Regions from separate parts of the Cricetulus griseus genome. Here region 1 is linked to region 2. The links are chromatin contacts, called in public Hi-C maps. All regions are on one chromosome and are shown on one strand. The core of a region is the stretch at or near the end of the contact, and the rest is flanking DNA. Distances in the headings are between cores, read along the strand shown.

Evidence for each region. A called contact is a pair of places that touch in the nucleus more often than the background predicts.
Region 1: a Hi-C map of liver shows a contact between it and region 2, with 4 times the contacts expected there. The contact joins two enhancer-like sites. A contact is called at or near these places in 2 of 8 Hi-C or Micro-C datasets (the CHO-K1 cell line and liver).

The regions. Positions count from the first base shown.
Region 1 is chr4:201,813,528-201,817,314 of CriGri-PICRH-1.0, reverse strand. No RefSeq gene overlaps it. Among named protein-coding and RNA genes, the nearest start is that of Plod2, 290 kb to the right of the region's middle. Within about 2 kb of position 1,999, at least 1 of the 6 cell types and tissues checked has open chromatin away from gene starts, as enhancers often do.
Region 2 is chr4:201,494,660-201,498,326 of CriGri-PICRH-1.0, reverse strand. No RefSeq gene overlaps it. Among named protein-coding and RNA genes, the nearest start is that of Plod2, 28 kb to the left of the region's middle. Within about 2 kb of position 2,281, at least 2 of the 6 cell types and tissues checked have open chromatin away from gene starts, as enhancers often do.

The DNA of each region.
Region 1 (3,787 bases), core at 750-3,249, 320 kb before region 2:
GCTCGTTAAATTACAATAAAGCCTCGTGCAGTTTGCATCAAGCTCTCGAATCCGCCTGGTGATTGGGGTGACCGTGGTCATGGCCTGGGACCCTGGATACCTGAGTTTTCCATGGGTCTAACAATAGAAACAAAAAAAAGAATAATAAAAATCTTGTTGGGGTAAAATGGAGGCCTAGTTTTCAGTTCATTACAATGAGAGAAAAGGAGAATGAACAATCATATTTGAAATGTAATTGATACATAAAACAACAAAACAAAATTTTCAAACTGGCATTATTTTCCAGAGAGAGTGACTTCTGAAATATCACTACAAAGGAATGATGGAATATTTCAAAATTTTACATTAAAGATCATAGTAAAAATACCCATGAGAAAAACAAAACACATATCATGTCAAAGACTTTAACCTGAATAATATAAAACTTATTTACAGCCACATTAGAAGTTTTATAATGATGTGATGCCTTCAAAGTTGCCAAGAAAATCATCTTCAATCAAGATGTTTGTACTCAGAAAAAGAGCTAATCAAGTCATAATCTGAAACTATAGTCTTCAAACTTCCAATTTCTTAAACACATTTTCTCAGAAAACTTCTTTGTATAAGCAATTAGAGAGAGAGACTCAACAACCAGAATATTCCAACAAATGTGGTCTGAAACAGGAGACTCAAGTAATAGTAGTCTAGGGAGAACTTGAGTGCACAGTTTCTCAGCAGGCATTCCAAATAGCCAGCAGTAATTAAAAGGCCAGGGCAGAAAGCTTCAGATAGATGTCTTACAGTAACCAAGGCCACTGCTCATATACATATGAGTCTGGAATTACTGAGAGGGTCTTTCACCATATTTGCACATAGTTTTGGTTGAGTCATTAAGAACTGTAAAGAATGTCAAGTTAATGAATAGAATTAAGTGGTATTTAATGCTTGAAAATATAAAAAGAAAGAAAGCATAATCATGAAATAAATACAATTTGTCTTTATGCATTTACATACAATTGCAATGTGTATAGTAAACCTAGACTTAAAAGGTTAGTGGTTACATAGAGTTCAAAATGGGAGTTATGCCATGGAATGCATGGTATCATGAAAGTACCCAGATAGTAGAAAGGTAATAGGTGATTTATTAAATTCCAAAGGCCTGAAATAATGGGTGTAGAGAGAGAAATGTCAAAACAAACTGAACACTCTTAAAGTGTATTCTCTGGAAATGGACTAATAAAATTAAAATTCTAGGAAAGGAATTATTGTGGTTTATTGAAAATTGTCCACGTTTATTACGTAGATAGTGTTTTACATTATATCTATTTAAATTACTGAGGGAAATCCAGAGGCAAATAAGAAAAACCTGTTCACATACTTCCTATAATAGAGGCTGTTCTGACATTGACAAAATGATTTTACAGAATAATTTTATTAGTAAGTGAATCCCTTATTGGAATAAGAAATTGAAAGACTAGGAAGCAAGGAAACAGTGGGACAGGAGTTTACTACAATTTGAGTTGCAGAGAAGTGTGGTTAGTTAACCTTGAGAGTACAAATGTGTATAATCATAGATATGATACAGAAAAATATTAGTCAGATGATAAAGAAGTGAAATTTGGTGTGGTAGCCTCTGGAGTAAAAATGCATTTAATTGTAGCTGTGAAAGAAAGAAATATTAGCCAGATGATAAAAGAAGTGAGTTAACCTTGAGAGTAAACATGTATATAATTGGAGATATGAGGCAGAAAAACATTAGTCAGATGATTGCATAGGTATATTTTTAATAGCCAGGAAAACTGAAGTAAAGCAGAAGCAAGTACAGAATTTTTAAGAATTTGTTAAGTTTTGTAAGGATCCTTCCCCGTCGTGGAAGTCACAGTGGCAGCTGTCTCAGAGCTGCGCCAGTGGGGCTTGGGGAAGTAAAGGTGTGCCACCTACGCACTAGATCAGCAGGACCAGCGGGTGACAAGAACTCAGAGTTGCTACAATGTTGAAGGTTAACTTTGCAAGCAGCTGCAGTCACAGATGACCTGCAGTAGGCCAGCCCAGGCCCAGAGGGCAAAGGCCTCCAGAGGGCCTAGTCCCTGGTAGGAAGCCCAAGCCTAGAAACCCACAGCCTTGGGAACTGCTGCCTTGGCCGCTGCCCAGGCAGGTGTAAGGAAAAATTAATGCAGCCTGTCAGAAATTGTTTTAAGACCTTATAGAAAAAAAAAAGGTGACATAGATGAATTTGGATTTGTTCGGATTTTAGATGCACATAATTCAAGGATTAGCTATAGTTGCTGTATTACAGGAGAGTTTAGTTAAAGATGTTTCATCCCAACAAACTAATCATAACGTAGGGAAAAAGAGAGCTGAAAGGTGTATACATGCTCTGTATGGTGTGGCCACATGTGTGTGTGTGTGAAGTGTGATTGTGAATGCATGACTCCTAACAAAAGGACTTACTTGAATTGCTTTGGATGTAGTCAAAGAGGGTACCAGGTCAGACAGTGTCTTCACAGGAAGAGTTGGCAATCTGAGCCTTCCACAGCTGGCCCCCAGAGCCAGTCAGTGGAAAATGGCCAAAGCCAGCATGGCCTGAGAGCCAAAAGATCCTGTTTGGATGATTCAATAGAATTTAGCAGAGGAGAGGATACAGAAATTCTCCCAATTTTTGTGGTTAAAAAAGAAATCTAGAGAATAGAGGTCAATGCAATGATTTGAGAAAAGTTACTGAGAAAAAGCCTCAGGGAACTGCTGCCCTGTTAGGCCCCACCTAGAAAAGTGTCTGTGAAGATGCAAATGAGACCCTGTTAGCTAATGAAAACTTTACAGATTGAATTAGAAAAGACTACTCACTACTTTGAGTAATTTTCTGAAGGTACTTGGGACATATGTTATATCCTAAAAAAAAAAAAAAAAAATTAAGCCTCAAAAATTAGAAATTAGTAAAGATAGCTTGCAATCTTTGAATGATTTTCAGAAGTTATTGGAAAACATTCAGTGGTTATGTACTTTTTTAAAGGCATCTACTGGTGATTTGAAATGTTTGTGTGATATTCTGAAAGGAGATAGTGATCCCAATTCACATAGACAGCTAACTAGAGGCTAGGCAAGTTCTCCCAAGTTGGAGACTGCAATCCAGCATCAGCAAATATGCTATATTAACTATGCAAAACCATGGAAAATTTATATACTTCTTATACAGCTTAGTCTGACTTCTGTCTTATGGCAAGCTGGACCATTATTAGAGTTGCACCTACCCTTTTCCCCAGCCAAAGTGTTAAATCCTCATTTTGAAGCCATAGCTTTTATGGTACAGAAATGCCATATGGAGTCTAGGAGATATTTTGGCCAAAAACCAAGTGTAATAACATGTTCCCTATACCAAACAACAAGTTGATTGGTTATTTCAAAACAGTGATTCTTGGGCAATTGCTTTTGCTCAATTTTGGGGAAAAATTGATAATCAGTTTCCAGCTCATAGACTATTGCAATTTGCACTAATGCATCCTTTTATAGTCCCCCAAAAATGTAAGGAGTAATCCTGTAAAAATAAAAATGCTATGTTAGTTTTTACTGATAGTTTCTCTAATGGAAAAGCGGTTATGTTATTGATAGTAAAGAGTATGTATTACAGACAATTCCATCTTCAGCTCAAATAGTAGAGTTACAAGCTGTTGCAGTAGTTTTTCAACTTCTAGTGAATGATTCATTTAATTTGTATACTGATAGTCATATGTTTTTAAAGTTCTCCAAGTAAGAGAGACAGTTCTGTACATTGGAACTAGTAATGATCAGATTAGAATACCATTTGAGCAAA
Region 2 (3,667 bases), core at 1,032-3,531:
AAGATACAGTGCAAACATTGCAGGGAACGCCTTTATGTTTTCAGAGCTTGGAGTCTTTCTTTTAAAAAAAATATTTATTTACTTTATATCTCTGTGTGTGCCTGCATCTGAATGTGTGTGTATGTGCACAATATGTGTGAATGTCCCTCAGAGGCCAAATAAAACACTGGAAATCCTGGGACTGGAGTTATTGGTAGTTATGAGCTGTCTGATGTGTGCACTTGGAATCTAACCTGATCCTCTGCTAGAGCAGCAGCTGAGCGTCACAACTGTCTCCCATTATGGAGGGTCTAGTTCAGTGCCCTGGAGTCTCCACAGTTGTAGCTCTAGAGTCCATGAGTTTCCATGAGCTTGGTTCAGCTCTCTCTGTAGATTTCTCCATTACGATCTTGACCTCCCTTGCTCATATGTTCCTTGCGCCCTCTCTTTACCTGGATTCCTGAAGCTCAGTCTGGTTCTTGGTTGTGAATCTCTGTCTGGTTCCATCAGTTACTGGATGAAGACTCTATGATGATAGTTGGGGTTTTCATCAGTCTGATTACAGGGATAGGCCAGTTCAGGCCTCCTCTCTACTATTGCTAGGAGTCTTAGTTGGGGTCCTCCTTGTGGATTCTTGGGAGTTACCTTAGCACCAGTTTTCTTCCTAAGCCCGTCGTGGCTGTCTCTATTAAGATATCTTTTTCATTGCTCTTGCCCTACATCCTTCCCCACCTAGACTATCTCATTCCCTTCTGTTCTCATCCTGCCTCCTCTCCCCCCTTACAACCTCTACCCCCAGTTTGCCCTCTAAATATCATCTAATTTCTCTTCCGAGGGTGATCCATGTGTCCCTCTTAGGGTCCTCCTTATTACCTAACTTCTCTGGAGCTGTGGACTTCAGTCTAGTTATCCTTTGCTTTGATCTTTGATTATTTATGGAAGTTTGCCAAAACACTTGTTTAATGGTGTCTCCTAATGTTTTGTTTTATTTACTGAAGAAAATTCAGAGTAGTATGGTTTTTAACAACAGACATTAAGTATTTTAATTGTTCTGTGGATCAGTTTCTCCAATGTTGACAGAGAATGATTAAAAAATATTGATATTGGGATTAAGGTGTTTCCAATGGTAAAGAGTTACTTGCCTGTCCTTTGTTGATCTGCATTCATTAGTGCAATGCTGGCCTTTGTCATACCTTCTGTGTACTCCAGAATGCTGGGGCCTTCTATTTGTATTATCTCAAGAAAAAAAGAAAAACCTTGTTTATAGGAGTGCCTTGCCTACAATCATTTTTTCAGATGGCCTTGCCTTCCACAAACAAAACATCTGACATATTGTTTTTTCAAAATGTTTAGAAATCACTTCTATCAAAGTAGCATTGTAAGTGTGAGATCCACTGTCATATGTATTTCTAATACATTCATCGATAGGGGCTGAACTTACATTTAAAGGCCTAAACACTCTTTTGCATTCTGAATTAGCATTTTCAAAAGCCAACAATTCAATTAATATTTGTCTAACTTCTGGATCTGATACTATTCTATTTACATCTGAAGTCAATCTTTGCAAATAAAGTCAGTCTTGTATAATTTTACTAAAGGACTCAGACCTCTTTCTTGATTCTTTAACCTTGTCCCAAGCATTCAAAGCTGCTCAACAACATAGCGTCAAGGTGTGATCATCAAATCCAAACTGTCTGTGCAAATCAGCGTATTGGCCATTACTTTCTGACTCTCTAGGATTATTTTCGCCAACTGGTTGCTAACTTGGCCTCCTGACCCAAGGTTGATTTTTATTGAATTAACCAAAATGCAAACTTGGGGTTCACCACGTGATTGAATATCCTGTTACATATTCCTCTAACCAGTCTTCCTCACCGAGTAATACGTAATTCCTCACTGGGAATAAACAACTAGTTTAAAATAGATGTGCACACACAGATGGTCATATTTGTAAAAATTTTAGGATTCTAAAGTGAACGCCTGAATTATACCTGGACAGACAATATGGATATTCGTATTTCTTTTTGAATGGTTGGGTGTGTCGTAGTCTGTTTATTTCTTGAATACTGTAAAGCAATTACTGAGGTTGGAATGATTAAACATCACTTAAGAGGACCCCAAAGTAATGTGGTTTCCCTGAGCTCTGAAAACAGAATGGAATATGAAGCTTAATGAAAGTTTAAAGGAGCTAACCAAGACTTAAAGGGAAGGACGATTTTCAGTTTTCCCTTACATTCCCGTAAGTTTGTCTGTGACTCAGCAGTAGGTTCCAGTGACTTAATGCTTCCACTTACCCAGAAGGGGAACATGACTATTTACTCAACCCATGATCCCCAGTTAGGAGAACTGCAGCCTCGGGGGAGCCAATCTTGTGGTTTGGCTTTCATCTTTTTTTTTTTCTTTTCCTTTAGAAAATCAGTACTTACAGTTAGCCTGCTTACCAGACTTTTTTTTATGTCTTCAGATATTTCTGGATCCATTTGCTTTGAGACTCTATAAAAGCCTGGCTTACCTACCTTGCACAGAGCAAAGAAAAATCTTTTTCTACATTTTTACATCATTGCTACATCAAAGTTTAAAAATCCAATTATCTGCAAATTCTAATAATAACATCATCAGGCAGCAATTAGGTCATTGTGGAGTTAATTCTCTATACACAACCATGGAGAGTACAGAACTTCTTTCCTAGGATGTAGGCATTTTAGCAAGGGTAGCTGCAGGATTCAGGTCATAGCATTTAGTGAACACCTGCAATGACTCCTGGTGACTCTAGAAAACACACAGAACCTGAGAGGCATATGCATGACACTCACAGTTGAATATCATTCAGTTGCAGTGTAAGCACTTACTATTTTTCATCATGTACCTGTTGTGTGATTAATGGAAAGTTCTGGGAAGCAGAGTTTCTTTCTTTCTTTCTTTCTCTCTCTCTCTCTTTCTTTCTTTCTTTCTTTCTTTCTTTCTTTCTTTCTTTCTTTCTAAGCTTCACATTCTCATTTTAATTCTCCATTAGAGGTTTCTTGTTCCCCAATAAATAATCATATTGAGGTTTCCATTTTGTCCCTTTTCAACATTGCAAAAGAGACTTATTTTTGTAATTATTTTTTTATTAGTTCAAATTAGGAACAAGCTTGCTTCACATGTCCATCCCTTCTCCCTCTCCCTCCCCTCCCCTCAACCCTCCCCCAAACCCTCCCTCCCAACCTCCTACTTGCCTCCCACTCCATCCCCCCTCCACTCCCCAGGCAGGGGAGGGCCATCAATGGCTCCCCAAAGTCCACCACATCATCCTGGGCCAGGCCTAGGCCCTCCCCCATGTGTCCAGGTGGAGAGTGCATCCCTTCACGTGGGATGGGCTCTCAAAGTCCCTTCTTACACCAGGGAAAAATACTGATCCACTACCAGTGGCCCCCTAGAGTGCCGAGGCCTCCTCATTGACATCCATGTTCAAGGGTCTGGATCAGTCCTGTGCTGGCCTCCCAGACAGCAGTCTGGTGTCCATGTGCTCCCCCTTGTTCAGTCCAGCTGTTTCTGTGGGTTTCACCAGCCTAGTACTGACCCCTTTGATCTCCATTCCTCCCTCTCTGCTTCCAGAGTTTAGTTCAGTGTATGTCTGTGGGTGTCTGCCTCTGCTTCCATCAGCCACTGGATGAGGGCTCTAGCATGGCATAAAAAGTAGTCATCATTC